3 separate regions of the Mus musculus genome follow, and all the other regions are linked to region 2. A link is a contact called in public Hi-C data. All regions are on one chromosome and are shown on one strand. Each heading gives the region's core, a stretch centred on a gene start, on an enhancer-like site or on the middle of the called end of the contact. The rest is flanking DNA. Distances are from core to core; before and after follow the strand shown. Region 1 has its middle 23 kb from the start of Tprg. Region 2 overlaps Gm32196 (a long non-coding RNA gene). Region 3 overlaps A230028O05Rik (RIKEN cDNA A230028O05 gene).

Region 1 (2,700 bases), core at 122-2,621, 110 kb after region 2:
CCATGCCAATAGGCAGTAGAGGGTAGAGAAGAGTGTAAGCTAGCTGTGATAGAGGAACGAGGAAGGGAAACTCTTGGCCCTTTTACTTTAGGGCTGAGAGGACTTTTGCGTGCCTCTAGAGCTGTTCGGTTGGCTTGGGCATCACTTCAGAGTCCCTTGGTTTCTGGGGCACTTCAGAGACCAGCAAACACAAAGAAGTCAGGGATTCTGGTTCTAGGCTGCTTCAAAGTTCAAGCTTAGGGCTGTCTCACTGTGCTCAACAACTAAGCTGGCAAGTCCTCAGGGAAGACACTAGCTTCACAGTATTACACATGCGCAGGGAATTGCTGGTGATTTTCACGAAAGCCTGGGATTGTTATCAATGGTAGGGTCCATCAGTGGAACGTTTATGACTTCTGTCTATCTATACCCAGAAGAATATTATTTGGTCATTAAGACTTGTTGACTTCTTAACTTTGCAGTATTGTGAATGAGTCTGGAGGGCATAGCTAAGGGAAACAAGACAGGCCCAGAAAGACAAATACCACAGGGATGACCTCACCCGTTTGAGAAATCAAAACAAGCTGATGTCATACGTGTAGACTGGGAAAGTGGTAATCAGACAGTGCAGAGAGGAGGCGAAGGAAGGGAGAGTCTGGCCTATGCCTAACTGGGTAAAAGGAAGACGGTCTGTCTGTCACTATAAGCACAACTGTATAACTATGGTGAGTATTGCTCTGTGTATTTCCAAACACCTTCCACAAGAGAAGAATTTAAGTGTTCTCACAATAAAAGATTATAAATGGCTGAGGTAATTTAGATATGATAAAATACCATACTGATTATTACACAAAATGTTCTTTTTTATTTTTAATTTTTATTTATTTATATTTTTCAAAATATTCTTATATCTAACGCCTATTGTGCCTAAAAATATGTATACCTATTACATGTCAAGCAAAAATACAATAACAACGTTTAGAAAAAAATGTCAGCACTGGATATTTGTCTGACATTTGTCAGTTGCTCGGGTCTGACAGATGGATGTGGGCAGGAAGCTCTGGGACCTCAACAGACGCTGACCATCAGTGGGTGTTGGTGACCATTCCTCCCAGTTCCTGAGAAGACGGTCACCTTGTCCTTGTGAAGATCAAACTGAAATATCTATGTTCCTGCATCATGGAATACAGTTGAGCCTAAGGGACAGAGTTGTCAGGAAAGGGAGAATACAATGGCCACCTGTTATTCTTATTCGGGGGTGTGGGAATCCGACTAGCCAGTCAAAGGTTTCTTTCTGTCTTCAGAGACACGTTTGTCTGCAAGGGCAGAGATGAAAGGCACTTGTTACAAACCCTTCTTCTCCCTCATGCTGGGAGAGAGACAAAATGTCCACCTACTGCCATCTGGTGGTCATAGTTTGCACTGCAGCTTGAGTTAGCCTCTTCACTTAGAAAAGGGTCCGCTATATAGAAAAGCAACAATGAATAAACATGGTTTCTGGCCTTGAGGAACAATCAGTCCAGTAGACTTAATTGGCATGCTAGCATTTAAAGTAAAATGTGCAAGGTGTTATCAAGACGTAGCATGGGGAAGAATACCTTTGAGTTGAGTCTTGAAGCATCCTTTGTCACTTTGTCACTTTGACAAAAAGGAGGAGGCTTGTTCTACATACAGAGCACACCCCTTTGCTAGGTTAGCACCCGACTTGTTGATAAGGGATATGGGAAAGAAGGGACAGGAACGAACTGAGACAAAGGTAGGATCAGACCCCAGGATCCTTGAAATGCCTAACCAAGGAGACAGGTCTGCTCTAGAGCATTAAGCCAGAATATAATGGGGTCAGAGTTTGCTGATAAAAGGCAGACCTCCATTGTCTGCACATAAGCTTTCCAAGTATTCATCAGTGGAAGTCATTATTTGAAATACATAGAAACATCATGGTTATGACTGAAGACAGAGTTTGTAGGTCAAAAGTCATTTCAACACCATGTCCCACATGATTGGTGCATGCCAACACTTTTTGACAGGCCAAATGGCTCAATAGAGCCACATTTAATAACCCCTGCTGCAGGAGAGGTTCTAACCTAATATGATCAACACCTTTGTGGTTTTAGAGCCCACTGTACTGTCCAGCCTACAGTAGGCTACTTATAAATCAGGTCTGAGATAGTAGTCCCCTGTTCTAGACCTGTTCTAAACATTTAGTTTCATGGTCATCCCAATTTTATTGGTCAGTTTCCAAACAGGACCTAGATCCCTCATCCCTAGCTTCTAGTTTTATTTTGTGAGAGAAAGGTTGGTATTAGCCATCTCTCTAGTCTCTACTAAGCATCTTTTGTCTGCCACCCCATGTATCAACCCACATTAGGTGTCTCCAACCTACTTGTCATCCCCAACCCACAGATTGCCTGATGCAGTTATGAGAAGCATCACCTCACATCTCACAGCGGCATTCGGTCTACGAACCACACTTTATACTCAAACTTCACTTTGTACTCAAGAACTTTCCGCTATATGGCTGCAGGACCCCGATTTGTGACAGAGTGCGGCTGGCTGCATGGCATTGCCTTCGGTGAGAAATTTCAGACCAATAATTGACCAAGCGTGAGTGGCCTCCTGATGGGCAAAGACGATTCCATTCCCCAATGCCATTTCTGGTGCCAACCGCAGATTCCCACCCACCAAGCAGTATTTCCTGTGATTCGCCCTCTTGTTCCTTGT
Region 2 (2,914 bases), core at 20-2,519:
CAAAGGTTGAAGACCGGCTGTAGTTCTAGATGGGTGAAGAGCATGGCTTCTGAGGGACATCATCATTGTCTTGCATGGCATATTTTGCAAAGACTGTCACTGTCAATTCTGTTGACTGTGCGGAATTAATTGCCCCAGGCAGGAATAGACAGGGCAATACTGCAAGGGGCAGGGTTGAGAGAGGCATCTGCCATTAAGAGTGGGGAAACTAAGGTTAAATAAAACCATTAGAGTCTGACAGTTCAGTCTTCTCTATCTCATTAGGGCTCCCCCCCATCTCCACCCCAAGGAACAAGATCACATCCTTTAAATTGGAAAGCCAGATACAGTTACCACCAAGACCAATAGAGAAATTCATCCTTATAATTCAGTTTCTCTAGAACTGCCCCTTGAATTGGGCAGTTATATAAAGGAAGAGAACTGATGGAATATATCCATATTATAAAACAGAGTTCACTAGATTGGCTTACAGGATAGAGGCTGGGTAGTCAGTCCAACATTGACCACCCAAATGCGGGAGCGGACAAAAATCCAGTCCTTGAAGCTGGATTTTTTTAGTAGTCCCAATCTGGTGCTGAAGAAAGACCTGAAGACTCTTGGAGAGTTTTTTGTCTTTAGACCTCTTTGGAAGACCAAAGAAGCTGGAGTCTGGGGTTGGAGAGATGATTTATTTCCTCTTGCAAAGAAGCCAAGTTTGGTTCTCAGCACCCACACACATTGGCTGGTTCTCAACCACCAGTAACAACATTTCTATGAGACCTAGCTACCTCTTCCAGACTCTATAGGCACATGCCTTCAACTACACACATCCAGTTCCCAACACACAGAAATGCACATAGTTAAAATGAAAATGGAAGATACTGGAATCTCTGGCAATGGCAACAGAGAACAGCAAGAAGCCTCTTCCTCACCCAGGCAATCCTTTCTGGGAACTCCCTTACCCAGAGGTGTCTCTTAGTTGATTCCAATTGGCAATCAAGATAATAATAATAATAATAATAATAATAATAATAATAATCTTGATAATATTATGTAGGCTCTTTATAGCATTAGGGTTTCCATGACTGAGTGTTCTCTTCCCAATTGTCACCCATGGGTAGAATAATTTTATGATTTCCTAGGAAGCAGACTGTGACCAAAGTCAACCTTCTGGTTATTCTTTTGAATGATTTGGGTGACAACTACCCCCAGGGTCTGGCTTGTGGAGAGCACACTTTTCAACGCCTCAGCTCACACACTGTGATGTGCTGAAATTCTTTGACTCCCAGTCTTTGAACTGATTGAGGGCATGGTGACACTGACATTTTTGCCTAAGGCTAGTGGTTGAGTCACCCTTTGAAACTAGCAGTTGGGTTATGATCCAAAGATGTCAACTGGCTGGTCACAAAAGTTTCCACAAGGATGTCATTAGGAGAAGTGACTTTCATTACTGGGTCTGGTGAGACAATGGGGCTTTGGAATCACAAGTGCTGTTTACAGCAGTTAAGCTCTGCCTGAGGCAGAGACACAGAACTTAACATTTTCCACATTTCATTTTTTCTTTACTAATTCGATACAAATATTTTAGTGGCATTGTGTTTGCTATGCAGGCATAAGTGCAGGTAGGAAGACAGAGGAGAGAGAAGGGGGTGGGAGGAAGAGGGGTAGGAGGAGGGAGAAGAGGAGGGAACAAGGGCTTTTATTGGTAAACAGAATGGAGACCATGGCCTGTATTATGCAAAAGAGGATAGGTGCTCTAGGGACTTGGGATATCTCCAGGTCAGACAGGGTCACCATGAACAAATAAGAATTTCAGCTGTGTTGCCAAAGACAGCTGTCTTTAATATTACTGTTGAAGAATGGGGAGGATGTGAAGGTTAAGAAGTGCATTAGCAAATGCAGACAGACAAAAAAGTTTGCTTTCAAAGAGGAATGGTCTAGGCTGTAGAAAGTGAGGGAGAAATTTGGGGAAAACATTCTCAGGAAGACACTTGACTTGTAGAAGTTTTGATAACTACAGAAAATAGACAACCACTGGTATTTCTGAGGGGCATGCTATGGTAAGAGCAAGGGACTGACATTTATTTACTTAACCTATGACAGTACAATGTGAAAGGGCTGCTGGATCCTGGTTTAGAGGCCATGGTTCTCAACCTGTGGGTTATGAACCCTTTAGTGATCACCTAAGATCATCTGAAAACACAGATATTTACATTATGATTCATAGCAGTAGCAAAATTACAGTTATAAAGTAGCAACAAAAATAATTTTGTGCTTGGGGGTGTGTGTCACCACAATGTGAGAAACTGTATTAAAGGGTAATAGCATTGGAAAGGTTGAGAACCACTTGTATAGATTAATGAGTGCTAATAATTAATTAGCTCTTTTGGTAATGTATTGCTTATCCTGGGAGAAAGAAAATGAAAAATCTGGTGACCAGAGTATTTATTATTATTCCTGCAAAATATTCAGATAAAACTTTCCTACTTTGCAAAAGCTCATTTATCTAGTGCAAGCAGAGATTATTTGTAGAATTTCTTTAACTATGCTTTTCATTGGTTAAACTGTATTTTAAACCAGTACTTTAAAACCCAGCTTCCTCTTCTGCAAACTGGGGAAAATATGTAAATTCTTTATATAATAAAAGGCAGCATAGAAAAAGTCTATAAAATGTTTCTATTTTGATAATTTCTATTATTAATATTATATATTCCATATTATATATCTATACACTATTTTCTATTTATCTATTTACTTGTCTAGCATGTATTTATCTTCTATCTCTATCATCTATCTATCTATCTATCTATCTATCTATCTATCTATCTATGTCATTTTCATTATAGCTGAAACAATATTCAGTTCTTAGGTTTCCTTGGCTGCAGTTGATACAGAATGAAGTGGAGGAGACAAACCTTAGAGACTATGCTAGAGG
Region 3 (2,965 bases), core at 283-2,782, 94 kb before region 2:
GTATCAAAACAGCTCTCAATTTAGATACTATTGTTTCAAGGAGGCTTACATACACAAGCAAGTGAAGGAATAGAGATCAGCTGGACCCAAGGAAATGTAGCAAGTGAAGAACTCTGTGAGCTTAAGAGTATTGAACTGACTGAAAGCAACCTGAGTCCTCAGTGGAAAGAGAAGGTCCGTAGATTCCTATTTCACAGCTCGACAGTGGATACTAGCTTCCAGTGAAATCATTAACTTATTTATCCTGTATTTGACGGGCTGTTTTTTAGAGATGAAACCAAGGTTCACCAGGAAAAGCCTACCTAAACAGTGTCATTTAGGTCCTGGGGATTGTGAGTAAGGTGGTGACCGGGTACAAGGTACATTTTTAGCCTATGTTGCAGGTTCATCCTACTGATTACTGTATGACCTTGATGCCTGTGGCTGGTGTGTACTGAACCATTATGTGTAGGATTTAGGCTCTGAAGTGTCTCCTGGTTCCTTCATTCTGCTCTTGGAAATGTCAACACTGCTGCGGATTGACTGGTGACACTCAGTCATTCTATCTTGGAGTCTACATACAAGCTAAGAAATGACAGTTCCCACCCTTACACTGGTGAGGACCAAAGGGTGGAAAGACATTGAAGTGGGATGCGTCGAAGTTCCAGATGAAAGCTGTCATCCCTAAGTTCATGTTTAACCACATAATGATGTCTGGCCACACCCTTACTCCTCATCTTATGGCGTTCCAAAGGAAATTTTGGATTTCAATTCTAACAAGTTAGTCTCCAATGCAGAACATGAAATATGAATTGTATCTCATGGATTCTACAGTTCAGTTCTCTTAGACAAGGACAATGAGACTTTACAAAGCTTACCCACTGGACCTGACCAAAGAAACAGGCAGGAAATCTTAGAGTCAGGACCACATCCCAGATGCCCACTGGTCCTTGGTGTTCCTTTTGATTTGTAAGCTATGTGTTGGAGTTTGGTCTCTAGGTTCCAATGGATAACTTTTGCTAGGTTAAAGAGTATCAAGATTGTTCTTGGCCTCTGACAGTTTTATGGATCTGCACTATCTATTTCTGGTCCAGTGTTGATTCTGTGCTATTGTTTGAGCTCTGTCCATAATATCTGCCACTGCCTTTAAGAGAGAGAGAAAAAATGTTCTCTTGTGCCTCACAAGACAGGGAGAGATAGACAGGGTCAGCTTGAGCAGATTGGCTGTCTCTGACACACACACCTGCCTTGGCTGATATTTGCTTGATATTTGCCATCCTCAGCTGCTTTCCTGTGCAGTTAGCTACCTTGTACTTCTGAATCTATAGCTTAAAAACAAACAAACAATTAGTTCTTCCACCCCCTCCTACTGAATGTAGCACTAAAACATCTGCATAGATAGAATTTTGTGAAAATGAGCAGAAAATTTGAGGCAATTCAAGGAGGACCAATAAGCTCTCCTTTAAGTCACCATGAAACCCAGATAACACAGTCGCCCTCTTCTAAAGGAAACTGTCCTTGTCCTCCCAGAGTTTTCCATGGCCATGCCCAAATCTTCTCCAAGAGCGCCCTCTGCTGGATGACATCAGGACCCCGACAGCCTCAGCCATCTTGGAAGTAGAGCCAACTGGAGTTTTGAGAGAATAAAAAGGAAGGTTGGAGAGAAAGGGGGTTGGTGTTTTGGGTGGGGAAGGGAAGATATTTGAGGGGAGGGAGAGAGGGGGAGGGGAGATTACCACACTGGGAAGCTCCGAGGCACCTCTATTTGAACACCATCCTAAAATAAGATGTGTTCCATCCATGACGTCCTTATGCCGCTCTACTTCTATTTCAATGTATTAACTTAGTACTAAAAGATGATCACATGTTTTAAAAGAAAAGAAGCAGATGGGGAGACCCACAGGCAAACATCAGGCAGAGTTTGGGTGACTTGTGAAAGAATGGGGGATAGAACTGAACAAGCCGGAGAGATCAAGGACACCACAAGAAGACCTACAGAGTCAACTAACATGGGACCGTGGGGGCTCACAGAGCCTGGACCACCTACCAGGGAGCATGCAGGAGCTGGACCTAGACCTCCTACACTTTTGTAGCAAATGTGCAGCTTGGTCTTTATGTGTGTTCCCTAACCAATGGAGCTGGGTCTGTCTCTGTCTTTGTTCCCTGCCATTGCATCTCCTTCCCCCTACCTGGTCTCCCTGGTTGGGCCTCAGTGGGAAAGGATGTATTTAGTTCTGCTAGGACCAGAGGTTTCAGGATGTAGCAGTTACTAAGTGGGGGACTCCCTTTCAGGGACAATGGGGGATTTGTAAGGGTGGGGCTAGGAAGAGAGCAGGAAGGGAGGGCTGTAATTGAGATGTAAAATGGAAAAAAAAAAAAAGAAGAAGAAGGATCAAAGGAGAGGAAGAACCAAGAATCTCCCTTGATATTGATGATTCCTTGATGGATTACAAAAGATAATTTCATAAAATAGCTCAAGTTCTATTTGAGATTTTATTATTCTTTCAGGTAAGTTCTCCGTCAGCTAGTCATTCCTACCCAGGGATTGAACAGTTTTGGAATTCAAGGCATATTTGTAAGTTCAGTGACTCATTACTGTGCTTGCACTTCATTTAGTATATTTAATTAGCATATTTATTCCAAAGAAGACCATAACTTCAAAACACTTTTTTAGAAGAAGAAAATGCATTAGCAAACTTTAAAAGTATATTTGAATATCTAAGTCATATTTTAAATTAAGCATGTTTGGGTAAATAATCTCTCTCTCTCTCTCTCTCTCTCTCTCTCTCTTCCCCCCTCCCCACTTCTGTCTGTGTGTGTTTGTGTGTGATTTTAAACAAGAAGAAGGCCTCCTATAAATAGCCTTTTTAAGGCAAGCTCTTGTTGATAGATTGAATTTTGTCTTTAAGACCGATGTTAGTGTGAACTTATTCATTGGTAGGAGTTTGCTACGAAAATATAGAATTGGAGGGTTGATAATCTTTAA

The links. Hi-C and Micro-C count contacts between places; a contact is called where the count stands out from the background.
Region 1: a contact with region 2 is called in a Hi-C map of muscle stem cells, with 1.5 times the contacts expected there. The contact joins two enhancer-like sites. A contact is called at or near these places in 4 of 39 promoter capture datasets (3T3-L1-derived adipocytes, the C10 cell line and liver), 1 of 15 datasets of contacts at CTCF or cohesin (pro-B cells), 5 of 484 Hi-C or Micro-C datasets (the 63-12 cell line, brown adipocytes, muscle stem cells and 2 more) and 2 of 115 datasets of contacts at active chromatin or transcription factors (bone marrow-derived macrophages and fibro-adipogenic progenitors).
Region 3: a contact with region 2 is called in a Hi-C map of muscle stem cells, with 2.3 times the contacts expected there. The contact joins two enhancer-like sites. A contact is called at or near these places in 1 of 15 datasets of contacts at CTCF or cohesin (large pre-B cells) and 7 of 484 Hi-C or Micro-C datasets (B cells, epidermal suprabasal cells, large pre-B cells and 2 more).

What each region holds. Positions count from the first base shown.
Region 1 is chr16:25,262,575-25,265,274 of GRCm38.p6, forward strand. No RefSeq gene overlaps it. Among named protein-coding and RNA genes, the nearest start is that of Tprg, 23 kb to the right of the region's middle. Within about 2 kb of position 1,372, at least 86 of the 459 cell types and tissues checked have an H3K27ac peak or open chromatin away from gene starts, as enhancers often do. A contact at or near this core is called in brown adipocytes, fibro-adipogenic progenitors and muscle stem cells, where this site is marked.
Region 2 is chr16:25,157,117-25,160,030 of GRCm38.p6, forward strand. All of the region lies in intron 1 of Gm32196 (a long non-coding RNA gene), which reads right to left. Among named protein-coding and RNA genes, the nearest start is that of Gm32196, 20 kb to the right of the region's middle. Within about 2 kb of position 1,270, at least 10 of the 459 cell types and tissues checked have an H3K27ac peak or open chromatin away from gene starts, as enhancers often do. A contact at or near this core is called in brown adipocytes, fibro-adipogenic progenitors and muscle stem cells, where this site is marked.
Region 3 is chr16:25,063,204-25,066,168 of GRCm38.p6, forward strand. It overlaps A230028O05Rik (RIKEN cDNA A230028O05 gene), which reads left to right. Exons shown (of 3, transcript NR_040374.1): 2 at 1,510-1,634. Among named protein-coding and RNA genes, the nearest start is that of A230028O05Rik, 5.0 kb to the left of the region's middle. Within about 2 kb of position 1,533, at least 30 of the 459 cell types and tissues checked have an H3K27ac peak or open chromatin away from gene starts, as enhancers often do. A contact at or near this core is called in muscle stem cells, where this site is marked.